Regions from separate parts of the Mus musculus genome. Here region 1 is linked to region 2. Evidence: chromatin contacts called from public Hi-C data. All regions are on one chromosome and are shown on one strand. The core of a region is the stretch at or near the end of the contact, and the rest is flanking DNA. Distances in the headings are between cores, read along the strand shown.

Region 1 (6,199 bases), core at 2,142-4,641, 370 kb before region 2:
CTCATGATTTGGCTGGAATGGTTAGTCAGTGAACTCCATGGATTTGCCTCCTCTCGCCCAGCACTGCGGTCAGTGCCTCCTGCTGCCATGCCAGTCATCTGTGTAGGTCCTGAGGCTGTGATGGCAGCAAGCGCATCTCCTACTGAGCAAGTTCTCAAGGACCCCCTAAACAGTCAGCACCCCCCATGCCTGACACCAGGACTCACCTCAATGCAGAGGCACGTGGGCTCCCCCTTCTCTGTGACGGCACATTCCCTGCCAGCTCCACAAAACACATTGGCGCAGATCTTGGATTTGCTTCTAGGTTCCTCCTAAAACACAGATCATAAAGGATGCCACGTTACTGAGATGAGCCCATCACAGGATGAAACATTGGTGGTAATGACCTTTCAGGCTTGGGGCTTCCGTGTGCCAAAAGTTATCTTTTAGCATCAGACTCACAGGCATTGTTCTGGCTCAGGTACAGGCACTGAAGATTGTTCCCCTGTGAAGAGTGACTTTCTTGCATCCTTCCTCATTAAAAAAAAATACGGTTTGAGCATTTGTGATAAAGCCAGCACTATGCTAAGGGCTAGAGCTACACAGGGCAATCTTTGATCTCATGAACTCTGTGACTCTCAGGGAGGAACACATATACGGAAGGGCCACAGTGGGTGCTCTGGGGAGCAGGGGTGTATGGGAGAATCAGATGGCCCTTTCTGAAGATTCCACACCTTAACTGTCTCTTTAAGGATGAGAAGTCTAAGCTAGGAAGAAATGGAAACACTGGAGACACATCCAGACATCTTAACACCAAGGTATTTACTGCAATACCATCTGAAAGGACCGAAGGATGGTCACCATGTGGATATGCTATGATATCCAGCCACTCTCTGTGTGTACCCAGGCTACAAGATGAAGAGGACCAAACCCACTCCAAAAAGAGTATGGCCCCCAAGCTTCTTGCTGGTCAGGTTTCCTGTTCAGACAGATGTTACAGAACTGCAGGGAGAGGAAGGTCTGTATGCCACATGTGGATTGTGATAGGACCAGTTTGTTGGTGGTACATTCCTTTACTCCCACGACATTCACCCCCCAGCTCTGTGGTAGTGGTGGATAAACAAAGACAGGGATTCCCCCGGGGCCTCTGTTCCGCCAGGCTGGGCTGGCTGAATCACCCAAGGCTTCCAGGCCTTAGACGACTGGGCTGGAGCTGGTTACAAAACAACAAAGACAGAAGAGGCCTACGAATGACTTGGGTAACAGCAAAGTCCACATTTCCAGCCCTTGCCTACAGTGTATCTAAAGAACTCATACCTACAAGGCTTACTGTAACAGTAAATGTTTTAAACGGGGGAACCAGACACACACACACACACACACACACACACACACACACACACACACACACACACACACACACGGAAACAAAGTAGAGGCTTGAGAGGTGATGGGTCCATAATAGCTGCTCTGCTGCCACTTGGAGGCTGCTCTGCAAACTCCAGGTTATTCTTGTCTCCCATAAGCCCCCTTGCCTGCCATGCAGAGCTCTCATTGGTCTAGAACTCATTTGCATGCTCAGATCTCATTGGCTTAAATGCTGTTGCTAAACTAATTTTTTTTTTTAAAATGTTGCTAAGGAGAATTCAAAAAAGCTGGCAGACAGTGAAGAAAAGAGGAAGTAATTCCCAGAAGGGTGGAGGATGGATTTAGATCTTTGTTTCCTAAACAGAGAGGGGGAATAAAATTGAGCAAACTCTTCAGACAGACAGGGCTCTCCCTCTTGTGGGAGCTGTGTCTCCGAGCAAAAAGCAGAGCCAGAAGGGAATAGAAAAAGACAGTGCTGATTGTTATAAAAGACAATTCCAGTGGCCTCTTCAACTTCCCTGAGCTGAACACTTTAACCCCTGGGCCTATCACAGGAGCTGAAGATACACAAATGCACAAATCAGTGAGCTTTGGCATATGTCTGCATTCAAGGAAAAACTCAAATGTTCCCAGTGTGTACTTAACTAGTCCCTCTGATCCTTTAAACTACACATCTCCTCGTCTGTGGGGCAGGAGAAAATGGTGGGTGGGGGAGGGGGCGAGCATGATCAAGGGGACACCTTACAGGGCTGCTTGCAGAAGATCCTGCCGAGTTCAGAGCCTCATCTTGTCTCATGTGCATGTTTATTGTTTAGTTATTGGTGTGTGGGAGGGGCACACCAGTCAGGGCAAGTTTGTGGAGGTCAGAGGATGGCTTTTTGGGTGTGTGTGTGTGTGTGGGGGGGGTTCTCTTTCCATCGGGTGAGTTCCAGAGATTGACCTCTGGCCCTCTGGCCTGGCTACAAGTGTTTTTACCCAATGAGCTACCCCCTCTTCTCTCCTACTGTGGTAAATATTCCTAATAAACACTATTATGTGGAATCTGAATTCAACCCAAGTCATTTGCACAGGTAGCTCACTGACGTTATGTTTGGAGGAGAACACCTTTTTCTTTCACCCTAACAACTAGTACTTGAAGAGTGCAATTAAAAACGTGAATGTTTTCACACACAGCATTTCACCTTACTGCATGGCTAACCTGAGAAGAGCATGCATATGATTATTAGCTCCATTTTACAAACGAGCAATTTGAGGCCCCAAAAGGTCAAATAATTTGCCTAAGTTCCCCAAACTAAAAAGAGAGAGAGAGAGAGAGAGAGAGAGAGAGAGAAACCTCTATTCAGCCCACGGGTAACTAAGAATCCATTTGTAAACACCTGGCTTCCCTCAAAGTGACCTACTATGGTTGGTGCTACTTAAGCGCTCTATATGTTCCTAATTCCAGAGTCATATTATCCCTCTTTTACAGGTAGGAAAGCTGACTTGAGAGGCCCAGTAACAAAAAGCGATAGAGTTGGATGTTCCTCCAACCAAAGGCAAATGATTCCTTTATGTTTGGTTGATTCTTACATCCGTATGCATTAAGGTTAGGGAAACTATAATGGGAATATGGATGTTACAATAGCAAGTGTAAGGCGTTTAGATCCCATATGCAGCACTCATACCCAGCCCCCTTCTTTATCTGCCACGAGTATTCTCTTGCAACCCCCTTCCTTGGGTGCAGACATAAAACATTGAAGGTTAGAATTGTCTTGAGAATTAACTGAGCCGCGCCATGTGCTGTGTAACAGGAAGCGACTGTCACTACAGGGGGTGATTTATTTTCAGTTTCCCCTGCGAAATGATGTCACTGTCACCTTGGACTGTCATGTCCCCATTCTTCCCTGTCTCATTGACAGTGGAAAGGTACGCCAGTGCCGAACTGACAGGATGCAAAATGCAAAGGGCCCAGCAACCCCTGGAGGGCCTTTCATACAGCAGAGATGGAGGAGGCTCTGGTTATATAAGCGGTCTCTTTGCAGGTGATATATCTGTCAATAGGTGGCAATCTCTCTCTTTGTCTCACACAGCCCTGAGCCGCATTGCAGAAGAGCCTTCCTGGCTGCTGCAGCCCCGCTCTGTCCTTTCAGTGAGAAATACAGGCGTGAGGGAGAGGAGGGTAGACCCGCCAGGGACACAGGCAGAAGGATCTGCCAGTGTGGGAAGGCTGTCTATTCTGTGGTGCTCAAAGCCATTCCGTCACCTCCTCACAGTGAGTATGCTTGATTACAGACGTCAAGGTCAAAAATGAAGGGCACTTCCTCTAGGGAAGCATTTCTTTGTGCCATTCAAAGCTGTCCATTAAACCCCAACATCTTTGAGAAGCCAAAGTATTGGAGCCATTCCTTAAGGCTGTTGGAAAGTTCCTTAGAGTCATAAGTGGGCTTCTGTGGAGTGGCTGGTTCTGGCCAGAAAGTCTAAGGTAGTAACCTAGTCAGGGGTTGCAAAGGCCTTAGGCCACGGGCTGACATACTGATGCTAACTCAGCACCCACAACAGTGCGCGCCTCTGCAGACATCTGTGCTCACCATTCCTGTTCAGGTGTTGGCATTTTCAGTTGCATGTAACAAATGAGGAGTATTTGGGACTCAGAAAAGCTCCGTGGAAGCACCAGCGACAGGCAAGTCACGAAAGGGACACAAGTTGACCTAGTCCCTGAGTCTCCACAGTCCCTTCTCAAGTAAAGCCAAGAGAGGGTGCTGCAGGCAGAGGGGCCAGCTGCACGGCCTGGCACAGGGATGGCGTGCAGCTCTTTCACTATTTACACTGTTTACACTGTCATCAGTCATAATGACTTTTGGGAAAGATAACCACATTGGCCTGTGCACAGTCTCCATACAAGGTCTCAGGCATGTCCATTCTTACAAATGTGTGAACAGACACATAGACCTGAATGTACTCACGATGGATGAAGTATTAATAGGGGCTATGTTCTTTTTGTTTTGTTTTGGTTTGGTTTGGTTTTGGTTTTTTGAGACAGGGTTTCTCTGTATAGCCCTGGCTGTCCTGGAACTCACTTTGTAGACCAGGCTGGCCTTGAACTCAGAAATCCGCCTGCCTCTGCCTCCCGAGTGCTGGGATTAAAAGGCATGTGCCACCATGCCCGGCTGCGGCTATGTTCTTGAAGCATGAATACCTAGATGTAGCTTTAAAAGCCAACAAAACACTTGTATGGTGGCCCGTGAGAGACTGAGGCATGAAGATATTGAGTTAGGCTGTTGTGGGCTACATAACAAGATTACTGTCTAAAACAACAACAACAACAAACAAACCCAAAACTACAAAACAAAGCAAAAATCCCCCAAGCATCAACAATTAAAATAAATAAATAAATAAATAAATAAATAAACAAGTAATAAATAAATAAATAAATAAATAGAAACTCAACAAGCTTTCTGCTGCTGTTTTAGTTAGGGTTACTATTGCTGTGATGTAACACCATGACCAAATGCAACTTGGAGAGGAAAGGGTTCATTTGACTTCCACTTCTACATCTCTGTTCATCATCAAAGGTCAGGCCAGGAACTCAAGCAGGGCAGGAACCTGAAGGCAGGAGCTGAGGCAGAGGTCATGGAGGAGTGCTGCTTATTGGCCTGTTCCTCATGGCTTGCTCAGCCTGCTTTCTTACAGAACCCAGAACCACCAGCCCAGGGATGGCACCACCCACAGTGGGCTGGGGCCTCCCCCATCAACCACTAATTAAGCAAATTTGCTGACAGCCTGATCTTCTGGAGACATTTTCTCAAATGAGGTTCCCTCCTCTCCAGCTTGTGTCAAGTCGACATAAACTAACATAGCCTCCAATAGAAAAGCATTAGGAACTTGTAGCTAGGATCTTCCACCTTTGACTTGTCTCCATGTTGTCTTCTGAATGCATATGACAAGCTAGACTTTGAAGAGTTAGTCTCATGGCTAATTTCACACTACAAATTCTTCTGGGCCAATGAATGCCTTTTACCAGTTGACAACTTTCAGCTCTTGCATGTTAACGATGCTGTGTGATTGCATAGCAATTTTTAAATCAATTAAACTTATTTTAAAAATTGATGTGTGTGTGTGTGTATGTGTGTGTGGTGTGTGCATCTGTATGAGGATAACCTGTGGGTGCCCAAGGATGCCAGAAGAGGGTACTGGGTCTCCTGGAGCTTGAGTTACAGGTGGTCATGAGCCAGCACATGTGGGTTCTGGGAACCGAACTCTGGTCCTCTGGAAGGACACCAAATGCTTTTAAGCACTGCTTGGCAATCTTGGTGGGCTATTTTTCTTGTTCTCTCTCTCTCTCTCTCTCTCTCTCTCTCTCTCTCTCTCTCTCTCTCTCTCTCAAAGGAGCTTGACATTAAGCCCTTCCAGATCTGAGATCCTAACATAATGATTGCCCCAAGATGACATTCATTGTACCCTGGCCCTAGCCTCCAGCTGTCAAATTCAGTCTAGTTCCAATAAACCATTCTATCTCTCTACAAACCAAGGAACAGATCATCTTCAGCCCAAGGTTTTACAGACAGGTAATTATTATTATTATTATTATTATTATTATTATTATTATTATTATTATTATTATTTTGCATGCAAATAAAAAAGAAAGTTATTTGGAAAAAAACCCAAAAAACCAGTAGAGGCGATCCTGTGCCCGAGTCTCTGGGTTGAACAGCCCAAAATATACATTGAAAGGTTTCTAAAAAGCCTGTTGAGGTAAAACTGTTTCTGCAAAACATGGGTTCTGGCAAGGACGGACGTTCTTAAGCAAAGCTGTTCATGTTGGCTTAGTGCAGCCTCACTGTTTTGCCAGTTGGAACTGGGTCAGCAGCATGGT
Region 2 (6,144 bases), core at 3,326-5,825:
TCTCACATTCCAGCTTCTCCCTGGCTATGTTTGATTATATCCTGATTTCTAGGAAATGGTTTAAAGACACTTCTTGATCATTCATGGAACAATTTCTTTTGTCTACTATAAGGCTCCCAATCTTTTTTTTTTTTTTTTTTTTTAGTTTCTCTGTGAAGCCATGGCTTCCCCAAACTCCCAGGCTGGCCTCAAATTCAGAATTCACATTCACTTGCTTTTGCCTCCTGAGTATTAGGATGAAAAGCACCCGCTGTGGTATCAGACTAAGACTCCCAATTTTTTTTTTTTTTTTTTTTTTTTTTTTGGCCAGTTAACCGAGTTCATTTATTTCAAGTGCTTGAAACAATGCCTGGAGATTCTGAATAAATGGTAGCCATTATTATTAGTACCATATTATCCTCATCTGAAGTGTCTTGTTACTGGAAGTCACTCTCCTGGAGCAGGATGATGCTAATGCCAAAGGCACTTTTAGAATCATATTCAAGGACTCCCAATTTTTAATTAAAATTATTTATTCTTTGACAGTTTCATACATGTTGTGATGGTTTGCATATGCTTGGCCCAGGGAGTGGCACTATTAGAAGGTGTGGCCCTGTTGGAGTAGGTGTGCCACTGTGTGTGGGGGCTTTTACACCCTCATCCTAACTGCCTGGAAGCCAGTCTTCTAGCTAGCAGCCTTCAGATGAAGATGTAGAACTCTTAGCTCCTCCTACACCAAGCCTGCCTGGATGCTGCTATGTTCCTGCCTTAATGATAATGGACTGAACCTCTGAACCTGTAGTTTCTCTCACGTGGCTGGCTGATGCTTTCTAGGCACAGGTGGATGGCCAGGTATACAGTATTTGGCATGAGTTACCTTCTGTAGAGTGGACCTTCAATTCAGTCAGAAGATAGTTGGTTATCACCATAACACTCAAGCCATTATTGCACCAATGGACATATCTCACTAGGCTGTTTGTTATGGTGGATCACAGAGATAATGGATGAATTAGAATGTTGAGGACTCTTTTCCCCCTACCAGCCTGTTTAGCACTTCTGGCACTATGAAAGGGGGGCTAGCTACATCCAGGCAAGAATCAGCTTGGTTTCTGGACATCCTGTAACTAAAGTACGTTGTGTTTCCAGCAGTAGGGTCTTATCTGGTGGGAAACCAAGAACGATGGCAATAAGGCTCCCAATGGTTATTTGTTTAGTTGCTTGAACATTTTTGAGGCAGGGTCCTACTTCATCACCCAGGCTAGCCTTGAGCTTTTCATCCTCCTGTCTCTGCTCCTAAAGGCTGTGATCATAGACATGCACGGCTTTCACAGTTAGCTATGATTTCTCATCTGAGGAGCGTGATCCAGCCCCAAATCTGAAAAAGGAAACCAAACGTTACCCTTTTAAGATCATATTACCAATCCTCACAATTCTAGATCATTTTAAGACGTGGGATTACTGGGTAATGTCATTAATCTCTTCAGAGTTTGAAGGTTTTGTAGAATGGATGGATGAGTCTTCCTGACTAGCTATCATAAATGTTGCAGATGATGTCCACAGCAAAAGTTTCTATGATAGTATCAATTTACTGTAGACCAGAGTAACCTTTGTTCTTTTAGAAATATTAAATCTACAAATCTATTTCAACTAGATATTAACTTATTAACATAGAATATATGACACGTCCATATAATTTTTAAAAATCAATGTTATATCTTTCTTTTCTTGCCCTTCATTTCTTTCCAAAAATAGAGTGTCATAGAACTCTGCAGTTGCACTCCTGTTCACAGAGATTTTAATATGATAAAAGAATCCTAGAAGTAGGAAATGCTTTAAAAACAAAACCAAAGGACAACAATCCCAAATCCACAATATTTCCAAGTCATGAAGGGGGATATTTTAAGACTTCCCCTGGATTTTCAGTTCATCTTTCTCATTGTAACTTCCCCGTTCCCCCCCCCCCCCCACCATGATGAGAGGGGCATTGCATGTGAACTCCTCATGAGGCTGAGCTGGTGTTGGCAGGAAGAAGAACAGCCAGAACAAGCGACTAAAGAGTGAGGTGAGAGTCTGGTAAGGATAGGGGGTGGGGCTACAGCTGCTCCCGCAGCAGGAGAGCAGAGGCCTGTAATGCTCACAAGGGGAACACACATGGTCTACTTCCATCCGTGCAGAGTCCCCGTTTCCGCTGAGTTATCTGCTGTCGCTGTTTCTCAGCCCAGAAGGAACTGGCACAGTGTTTACTACCTGAGGGGATCAGAAATAGAGACCAACCCCCCCATGGTGCCTTTGAACAAGCAAGCTTAGAAAGCCACAGAAGGGTGGACAGATTGTTCTAGCAAAGGGAGGTGGGTATGGCTCCTGAAGCCTAGACCCAAGGGGATGCTGTTTATAGGTGACCAGGAAGAAGGAAGAGTAAGATTTCTGGCAGACAAACATCTTCTTGCCCTGGTAGGAACTTATTAAATGTATTGTCTTGTGTTTTTATGCCATTTAGAGGCCTGTTTGGGAAAAGTGGGTACGTGGAAGCGGTCGCTCCTATGTTGGAAATTGCCAGTTGGCAAGTTCCTTCCCTTGGCATGGAAAGTGCCTCATTTTTCACATAAAATGCAGTGGCACCAGAACACAACGCTCTTTGGAACTCTCCCAAGTGCACTTTTTGGGACATGCCAGGTTGATGGCAGTCACTTGGAATCACAGAACGTTGGAGTCAAAAAAGCTAGAAAATGTCTTGCTGTCAAAGTTCTGGGCGGTAATCAAAATCCCCTGCAATAACCTGGGATGCTTGGGAATCTATAGGACTTTGCTGGCCAACAACTCCAAGAGAGGTAACCCATTATGGGCACTGGGATTTTCATTTGTCAGCCTCTGGGGTCTAGAAGGGTTTTATTGGCCCATTAGAGGTTAGTTCTGTTTGAACTCTTTTTATATGTGTGCATGTAGTAGGCTTTCATATTCCACCTCCATATCCCCCCCCCCCCCAATTTAGCATTTGCTGCTGCATTATTTTCCTTGACTCACTCACAGGACTGTATTCTATCTCCTCTCTCTTGGGATCTTCAACACATGGCTCCTTACTGATTTACTGACCTTTCTGAGTATTATAAATGGAACACACACCTGAAGTTAAAGATAATGCCCTACTGTTGAAGACATCACATACTTAAGTCATAGAACACAGAGGAATCTTGGTGTTTACCTGTAAGGTTCATGCCTACTGGCTCCCTTTCATAGGGCTAGAAAGTTCTATGCACACTACTGGAAGAGAAAATTATATCAGTCTTATCCAGATCCAGCTGTGAACCTTTTGAACCAGTAATGATCAGCCTGGCAAGACATGCCCACTGGGGCAAGAGTGGCATAAATGGTACAGGAATAGCCGACTGCTTTCTGACTTGAATTAAGGCCTGTTCCACAATTCCATAGCTGGCATTGTTATCAGGGTCAAGAACGGGTACCTGGAAAGGTCATAGGCCCTAGGGGAGATTCTGCTACTATTACTTTGCTAAATGGGCACAGTATTCAACAGACTTCTGGGGACTTATCATCATACCCATAATATAATATAATTAGCACATCTTTCAGTCTGTGTCAGAAAATCTTTTGGAGTAGGTAGTGACTCACACAGAGACCAAGAAATTAAAGTGCAGAGAATAGAAGATTAGAATTATAAGTCCAAAATGGGACATCTATGTTCTTCTTCCTCCTAAGGTTTAGGAATCATTGCAGAAGAAGAGGCAGAGAGATTATAAGAGCCAGAGGCTGTGGATGACTTTAAGGAAACAGTTTCTTCTGGACATTGCAGGGCTGTTGTGCATATGAACTCACAGCAGTTGTGACAGCACACGCAAGGTTGTCACAAGTTCAAGCCAAAAAGAACCCCATCATGAAGGGGTGAGGTAGACAGGAAGTCTCGCCCCCAGTGGAGGTGTTATTGACAACTGAAAGTGTCTGGCTAATGGAGCGTTTTCTTTGCATATGTGCCTCTTGGTAGATCAATACTCTCCAATAGAAAGCCATACGACCAAGAGTATGTAGACAGAACGAATGTAGTTGATGGGTTAAAAAAAATAAAGAATATACGGTTGAGTGGGTAAGGAAGAAGGGATGGATCTAAGAGGAGTTGGGGAGAACATAAATCTGATCAAAACACAGTGTGCAAATTCTCAAAGTTACTTAAAAAAAGAAGAAGAAAAAAAAAAAAAAGCCAGAAAGGGCCTTAGAGGTCATCCGGCAGCTGTGTCTGCCAACAGACGGAGTGATTCATGATTTTCCTCAAGTTTGGCATCTGCCTGGGAATTTACATGATGTCACTTCAGTGCTGACAAATGAGCAGCTTGGCTAGAGCCAACACTTGTGTGGGCTGCTTCATCCACAGGCGTTAGCTGGTTAATTTGAGGAGAAATCGGCTCTGCCTGAGTCAGTAGACTGCGACACTGGCACGCTTACCTGCTCTGAGCCTCATCTCTCCTTCACTGCCTCTAAGACCTCTGAGTCACGAGATTCCTCCGTTCTCCATTCTGCTGCTGACCCGAGGGCAGGCCGATCAGCTCAGTCTTTTCGAGCCTGTCCAGTCACCATACCCACAGTCTCCTCCAATCAGGGAAAAGGCAGAACTGAAACCAAGTCTTGTGTTTCAGCGGTGCGCGGTGTATGTCTATCTCCTCTTAACCTGAAAGCCTTCTCTCTCTGTGCTCACATGTTCTCAGCTCCCTTCTTCCTCTCCCAAAACAGCTCACGGAGAGATGGGGCTGGAGAGCAGGCCAGACATAAAGAAGGAACTACAAAGACCCAGCTCTAAGGAAGAAGCTTAAATTTGGTGAAGGCTACATCTTAAAGCCAAAGGGACCCTGCTTTTGTTATGGTTTCATGGCTGTGAAGAGACTCCATGACCAAGGCAACTCTTATAAAGGCAAAATTTAGTTTTAGTTTGGAGCTGATTTATAGTTTCAGAGGTTTAGTCCATTATCATCATAGTGGGAAGCACAGCAGAGTGCAGGCAGACCTGGTGCTGGAGGAGACTTCTACATCTTGATCCATAGGCAGCAGGAGGAGGCTCTCATTCCACATTAGGTGGAACCTGAGCATAGGAGACTTCACAACCCACCCCCACAGTGACACACTTCCTCCAACAAGGCCACACCTTCTCCAATAAGTCCACACCTCCTAAATGTGCCACTCTCTGTGACCATGCATTCAAAACACATGGCTCTATGTGGACCATTCCTATTCAATGACCCCTTAGTTGTAGAAATGATGATCTAGTGGGACAGAATGCATAACTTTCCCTTAGACTCACTTGACTGAAACTTGTTTCTTAACCTGAGGCCATGAGCCAGAGAGGAAGGAACACCTCTCAATGTTCATCAGGGAGATGAACATTGAGAGAAATCAGGGACACTCCACAACAGAGATAAGCCAGAACAGGAAGAGATATATCTCTCAATGAAGGTCAATAGAACTGTTAAGTAGTCCTGAGTCTAATCTAGAGAAGTCTGGGAGTTATAGTTAAATTCTGCATTGAGGCTAGAAACGAAACAAGCCCTGAGCCAGTGGTTTTCAACACAGCCTTCACACTGGAATCATCTGGGAGCTTGAAAAAGAAAATCTCCTTAGGCCCTATTCTTAGAAATTCTGGTTTAATTGGTCTGGGATATATTGGTTTCATTGAAGTCAGCCTGGGAAAATCTAATCTAATAGTCAAGACTGAGAGCTACTTTGAAATGAAATGATAATATGTAACAGGGAACCTTTCCAGCACACAAGTTTATTTTCCAGTTCTCTGAAGAGAGATGGCATAAAAGTACCTTGGGATCATTTTAGGGCTTTTCTTCAGATAGAAGTTACTTCAGAATTGGAAGGGGCTTTCTTTCAGATAGGCAAGCAGGTATAGGAGCCCCCCCTGGAGTCTGAACTTCACCAGTTGCTGTCTGGAGAAGAGGCTATATGCTGTCAGAAGAAAAAGGCACTCAACTCAAGGTTTAGATCCTAACAGAGAGAAGAGAGCATGGGACTCAGGGTCCCCTGGAGCCCTGGCAGGTGTCTCCCTGTGCGCTCCCTTTGTTTCTGCAGCTCTGTGACTGAAGCTCCAACACCAGCCCTCCTCCTCCTCGACGCTCTCGCTGACCACCCCGAATAAAATTAATCTATCTCGAGTTCCTTGAG

Evidence for each region. Hi-C and Micro-C count contacts between places; a contact is called where the count stands out from the background.
Region 1: a contact with region 2 is called in a Hi-C map of cerebral cortex, with 4 times the contacts expected there. The contact joins two enhancer-like sites. A contact is called at or near these places in 2 of 484 Hi-C or Micro-C datasets (cerebral cortex and embryonic stem cells) and 1 of 9 other capture datasets (embryonic stem cells).

The regions. Positions count from the first base shown.
Region 1 is chr16:37,809,818-37,816,016 of GRCm38.p6, reverse strand. Fstl1 (follistatin-like 1) reads right to left here. Exons shown (of 11, transcript NM_008047.5): 3 at 207-311. Among named protein-coding and RNA genes, the nearest start is that of Fstl1, 36 kb to the right of the region's middle. Within about 2 kb of position 3,391, at least 70 of the 459 cell types and tissues checked have an H3K27ac peak or open chromatin away from gene starts, as enhancers often do. A contact at or near this core is called in cerebral cortex, where this site is marked.
Region 2 is chr16:37,439,157-37,445,300 of GRCm38.p6, reverse strand. No RefSeq gene overlaps it. Among named protein-coding and RNA genes, the nearest start is that of Stxbp5l, 57 kb to the right of the region's middle. Within about 2 kb of position 4,575, at least 66 of the 459 cell types and tissues checked have an H3K27ac peak or open chromatin away from gene starts, as enhancers often do. A contact at or near this core is called in cerebral cortex, where this site is marked.